Linked DNA regions of Mus musculus: region 1 is linked to region 2. A link is a contact called in public HiChIP or PLAC-seq data. All regions are on one chromosome and are shown on one strand. The core of a region is the stretch at or near the end of the contact, and the rest is flanking DNA. Distances in the headings are between cores, read along the strand shown.

The links. HiChIP or PLAC-seq counts read pairs in DNA pulled down with a chosen protein or histone mark.
Region 1: an H3K27ac HiChIP or PLAC-seq map of embryonic fibroblasts shows a contact between it and region 2, with 17 read pairs. The contact joins two enhancer-like sites. A contact is called at or near these places in 2 of 484 Hi-C or Micro-C datasets (the C2C12 cell line and cortical neurons), 8 of 115 datasets of contacts at active chromatin or transcription factors (the 230-238 cell line, cardiomyocytes, differentiating embryonic stem cells and 5 more) and 1 of 9 other capture datasets (embryonic stem cells).

What each region holds. Positions count from the first base shown.
Region 1 is chr8:36,163,209-36,166,422 of GRCm38.p6, reverse strand. No RefSeq gene overlaps it. Among named protein-coding and RNA genes, the nearest start is that of Gm38414, 8.8 kb to the right of the region's middle. Within about 2 kb of position 1,387, at least 71 of the 459 cell types and tissues checked have an H3K27ac peak or open chromatin away from gene starts, as enhancers often do. A contact at or near this core is called in the C2C12 cell line, embryonic fibroblasts and pancreatic cancer cells, where this site is marked.
Region 2 is chr8:35,919,045-35,922,021 of GRCm38.p6, reverse strand. No RefSeq gene overlaps it. Among named protein-coding and RNA genes, the nearest start is that of 5430403N17Rik, 38 kb to the right of the region's middle. Within about 2 kb of position 1,596, at least 45 of the 459 cell types and tissues checked have an H3K27ac peak or open chromatin away from gene starts, as enhancers often do. A contact at or near this core is called in the C2C12 cell line, embryonic fibroblasts and pancreatic cancer cells, where this site is marked.

The DNA.
Region 1 (3,214 bases), core at 138-2,637, 240 kb before region 2:
AGTTAGCAACTGTGAGGTAGAACCCAGGGTCTCCTCTCCCACAGATGAGGGACTTAACTGAGTTTTACCCTGCCTGCCCAGCTGGTCCAGCACAAGTTCTGTACCCAACCTCCACTGCTTTTCATCTACCCCTTCTTAATTATGCACATAGATTCTCCCTAGTAAAGGAGAGATGTTGGGAACAGACCCAGCCACAAAACACATCAAGTGTGTACAGAGCATGAAAGACCAGCCAAACCAGCTGACTACCCGATCTGCCACATGATATCTTGAGGTAATGTCCTTTATGCTCAAACCTATCGCAGTGGTGGCTTCTAGAGCCCTTCTGAATCCAGAACACTAAACCCATGCTCCAAGGGACATAACTATCCAACTCCAGTTTGGGGGTGTACCAGCCCCATCCTGGCTGGATCCACGTAGGTAGTCCTTTCAGTAGGGACCATGGTACCTTTAGAAATTAGTTGTTGTTTGGAATGCTTGGGAAATGGGATCAACAATATCCCTTCCCCTACTGGATATCAGATCCACAGATGCTCAAGTCGCCTGTGTAAAATAATGTCTTATTTACATATAACCTCTATGATTCCACTACACACCTAAACCATCTCTGGATGCTTAAAACTCATAATTCATCATAAATCCCATGCCAGTATAATGTTATTATACTGTGCCGTTTAAGGGATGATGGCAGGGGAAAGGCTGTATTTGTTGCATACAGATATAATCCTCCACCCCCTATATTTTTAATCTACAGTTGGATGAATCCAGAGATGCGAAGCCTATGAACTGGCACCGGGAATGGTTCTGTATTTTTGGGAGTGACCATAGGCTGTATCTCCCTTCTCTCATTCAATCAGCCGTTAGAGTCTCTTCTCTTTCAAAGTGCTCTACCCACCAGTGCTGACTCTGGGGCAGCAAAATTTCCCCTTTGGTCTTTTTGTTGAGAAAAGATGACTCAACGGGGTCTTAAGGGAGGGAGTTCTGGGAATCGGTGTAAATGTAGATCTTCCTTTTTTTTTCCAACTCAGTGAATCAGCAGGTGTAGGCTCTTACCATGTGTCAGGACGACACGTTAGCTTGCCATTTGTACACCTGAAGACATCTGGTGGAGACGAGAGGCTTCCTCCCATTGGTTTCCAGGACACCTAGAGATGAGTGAAGTCATTCATGAAGTAGGAGATGGTTGCAGTTTGTTAAAAGAGAATGTGTCTAGTTGGACGGAACTTGAGTTGAGTTCCACCTTGGGCTCTAGCACACATGGCCCAATGACTCATCTCTGCTCCTCTGCTGGGGCCAGCATATCCTTCCTTCTTTGTTGCCCATGGGGTGCAGTTTTGCATGTATCTGTCTTGATTCTGACTCACAGACCTCGTCTTCAACCTTGACTGGAAGGAGTGATACCCGGAACATTCCATTGAGCTAAGTTCAGCAGTCCCCATAGCCTCACTCCACAGGGTACTAGTGCATGACCACTGTTGGCTTGTTGCCTCACCTTTCACAAGCATGTTCTAAGAAAAGGCAGTTTTCCTGGGAACTGTGGAAGTGACACCTTCTCAGAGGCCTGAGCATTTCCCCTTATGGGGGGACCAGATGGCTACAGAACAGTGAGCAACCTTAAGCAGGTGGAATCTGGATGCCAGAAAGGGAGCTCACTCAATCAGGGCTCTGGGGCTTCTGGGTCACTGTGGGGGAACCTCCATAGAACATAGGGTTCGATCCCCGGGGTGGGGGGAATTCTCTTGGAGTCTTTCAATTAGTGGAATCACCTTCCCACGAGCACAAGGTGAGTGAGAGCCCAGGGAAACCACAGAGAACAGGAGAACTGTAATGTGGGCATTTCTTTTATCACAGTCATGTATGTAGTGGAAAGGGGCTAATAAAACCTTGTGAAGAGTCCCAGGAAGGTTTGTTAGCTATGGGGAAAGGGGTAGGTACATATATTTATCAGTTGTTTCCATAAATCTCCATACATAGTATCCCTCTAAGGAACAGGAAAAGGCTGGATTGAGTCAAAGGCCACACTGGGTTCTGCTGATTCAGATGACAGTCCAAATAAGATGACGAAAGTCTGGGTCATCATCTGGCCTCTGAGTCATCATAGAACCCAAGGATGCAGTGCTTGGCTTTCATCCCATCCTCCTCCGTCCACATTTTGAACAGAGTTAATGGCATCTGTCTCCAACTATTTCCAAAGGACCTGGCCACAACAGGCACTTAAAGCAGCAGTGGCAGTGGTATGGTCAAAAAATCAAGGGTTGCTGCTCCACTCTAACAAGACTGGGAAAGACTAAGCGTGGGAAGAAATTTCCTCTTCAGCTGCTAGCCCCTGGGTTAGGATCTTGGATCTGCCGCTCTGCATTGAGAGGTGGGCAGACCCTGAAAGGAAATGAACCACTTCCGGAAGAGTTGGCCACCTGGAAGAGCCAAGGACTCGGGACTCAGCTGGGAAATCCCCCGGGGTGGGGGAATTCTCTGGGAGTCTTTCAATTGGTGGAAGCGCCTTCCCACGGGCACAAGGTGAGAGAGAACCCAGGGAAACCAGAGAGAACAGGAGAACGGTAATGTGGGTAGAGAAAGGGAAAAGGAAGTTGCTGTCAGAGTTGGAAGCTTAGGGGCCAACTCTTGCTAAAATATTAGCTGACCATTCCCAAATAGCCTTGACATCATGCAGGGGAAAAAAAAGCTAGACATAGTCATTCTCAAGAGATATTTCAGGTGAAGTGATAGTAAGAAAAAAAAGGGGGGGGGGACATTCTTCTTTACTGATCTCCGTTATAAATGGTGATGATAGAGGCTCAGAGTGGCCCATCTACTTCAATAACTCTCACTGTAAGTTAAGACTGAGCGAATCCATTTGCAGATAGCTCATCCTGTGCCCCAGGATATGCCCCAAGAAAGAGCCTTCGAGGTGACTACAAACATAGACCACACCCATTTGGATCGCCCCCCCCCCTACCAAAACAGAAGGCAGCATCAGAGAACTAGCCCCCGCCTAGAATCCATGAGAAGGCACCCACTGTGCCCTTGGGACTCCACTGGGGCCAGCTGATGTATAGCAAGTGTCATTATGTCCAGTTCCTTTCCAGGGTGGAGCACAACAGATGACAGAAGAGGAAACCTATAACTTCAACTTAAGCCTTCCATCAAAAGAGCTGCAGTGGTTTAATTTAAGAGAAAAAATAAATTTCTGAATAAATATGTTAATCTGAATTAA
Region 2 (2,977 bases), core at 347-2,846:
TTACTGATGCTGGATTTTGCTCTTGTCTGGTGTGGAAAACCTGGCTTTAGATTACTAAGACTTGAGTGTCACCTGTCACCACCTTGTTGTAGAGGCCCCTTTTAACACTCAGCTTCACATTCCATATTTTGTGGAGTTTTCTCCACTCGCTTACTCTTTGGTTTCCTAGAGCCCATCTCTTCCTCTGAGGACATTGGACTCTTAGCTGAGCAACTCCTGACCTTTGCCAACAGTGGGTAGAAGAGGGCAGGACATGTCCGTGTGTACCTGTATTCACAAGCACTCGGGGCACAGTAGCTTTCAACTTGGACTAAGCAACGGGAACCATGTGCCATTAACTTGTGCTTCCTGCTACACTGGCTGTGAGGTACTCAGCATAATCAAAGCTCTGGATTCCATATATATATATATATATATATATATATATATATATATATATATATATATATATATATATGGAGAGACAGAAAAACAGAGAGACAGAGATAGAAGAGACAGATTCAGACAGATGACAGATAGATAGATAGATAGATAGATAGATAGATAGATAGATAGATAGATAGATAGATAGATAGATAGATGAAAGATATGATTAGACAGACAGACAGAGATGAGTTAGTATCATTTGTCAAGGGTGGTGGTACACGCCTCATCATAGCACTTGGGGAGCTGAAGGTGAAGGATCTGAGTTTAAGATCAGCCTGGCAATATGTAATAATATCAAAGGGGGTGGGGAGGAAAAAGAAAGAAAGGCAAGAAAGAGGCAAGCAAAGAAAAAACACTCTATGTCCCAGGACACCAGCAGTCACAACAGTCATCGGACATCAGAGCCAGATGGGAGGGCAGAGCAGAGCAAAGAATCCATGCTGAGACAGAGCGATGCAACCAGGAGACGAGGGCACAAAGGCAATCACTGCCGGAATTCAAAGGGGAGGGAAAACTCATGTCTGGAGTTCAAGTCCTGACTAATTCAGTCTTCTATGGTTGGGCAGTGCCACGAGAAACCTCAGACCCAGAGCAAAGGCTGATGGGAGTCGGAACAAGGCTCTACCTTGGCAAACCACCACCGCTTCTCTTAGCTGCAATAAAAGAAAGAGGAGGTAAGATAACTTCATGTGTTCCATGTACTCTTGCTTAAGGACTTTAGCACCATTTTGTTCCTGACATAAATTTTGCTACCTTGTCACAGTGTGTCCTCATGGATTCCTGGAGGCCCCTGATAATGACTTGCAAACACTGTCAATGGAACACTAACCCAGACAGCCACTGGTCCTGTGACTTCACTCCCTTATTGGGGGATTCACACACACACACACACACACACACACACACACACACACACACACACACACACACACACACACACCATACAGCCTGGCCCTCCCTCGAACAGGGAACTTCCCTGGAAGTGTTCTCTACCAGTCTGAACTATTAGCACAAAGGCTGCATATTCAAGGGGTCTAGGAGGTGAATTCTTGACCTGACCCTGTTGCCTGGGTACAAGCTGACTCTTTCCCACAGTCTCTGGCCCAGACCTTCCTATCACAGCCAGGAATGTATGCTGCAACTGACTGTAGCCTGGATCCGGACACAGACTCGGTTCGATGATTAATGAGAAAAAAAGCTTAGTCAGAATTACACTCAAGGATGCTGGTGGTGCTGTTTCCTGTGGGCACTCATTTCTCCAGGGCATCTCATTCCTTGGGAGCTGTACAGCTATCCCTGTGAGATTATGCATCTGTGACGCCAATCACCTTTGTGACAGATAATGGGAGACACAGACTTGCCTGTGTTCCCATCAGCGACCGTGTCTGACTGCTGCTACATTCATCTCCAGGAATTTCCTAAAATGGTGATGCTTGCTTCTGTTTATCTCGTTGGATAATGTTAAAAGCAACAGGAAAAAAAAGAAAGAAAACATTACATGTTCTGTCTTATGTCACAAGTCTGTGAGAGAGATGGACATTGGGGGCTCTAATTAGGTCAGCATGCTCAACCCCATTCTTGGATAAGATTGGACTCAGCTCAAAATTTTGTTTAACATCCATTTCTAACAACTGCATATAATGCTCACTTAGTGGTTTTGACACAGTCTTTCACTATAATCTGTAGCCCAGGCTGCCTCTGACTCAATCCTGTACTGGGATTATAGGCATGCACTGGCTAAAATTAAGCTTTGATACCAAATATGAATCTCTTGGCTTGCTTTTTTTTTTAAGGGGAAATGAGATTTCTAGAGATTTCCTGAGGAAGCTGAAAGCGTCCTAGCTTCAGCTCATAGCAAACAAACACAACTGTGCCTGGGATCCTCGGAGGAAGACTGTGAGGCCAGAGCATCCTGAGATCAAGGAGAACGCCCAGTTAACGGATTCTATTGTTTACCAGTGTTTATCAGCTTTCAGGACCACAGGTGAGAAGCCAAGCTCAGCCCGCTCTCATCTTTTGGAACAAAACAGATCCACCCATAATCGTGTTGATCAAATGGCCTGTGAACTACTGTACTGGTTCCCCTCTGGGCTGTGGTCTGATAACATCCACCAGAAGAGTGTAGTCACCACATGGCCTTTCTTTTGTGCACTGGCACACACACACACACACACACACACACACACACACACACACACACACACACACACACACATTTGCTAGAGTGAGGATAATTTGGAGTTAAACTGTAATTGATTTATCTGTTTCATTCTCCCTCGTGTTTGAAGTCAAACAATAACAAAAATCTCCAGAAATCTCAAACAAATACATTATAGCTTCATGATCCTAAGGGCTTGATGCAAAGCCTCTGGCGTGTGTACCATACTCTGGGAGAAAAGGACCAAGAACATAGAAATCACATGCTTTTAACCCTTGCACTCAGGAAGCAGAGGCACATGGATCCCTGTGAGTTCCAGGGCAACCTGGTCTACATACAGAGTGAGTTCCAGAGCAGCCAGGCAGAAACCCTGTCTCCAAAAACCAAAAGCAA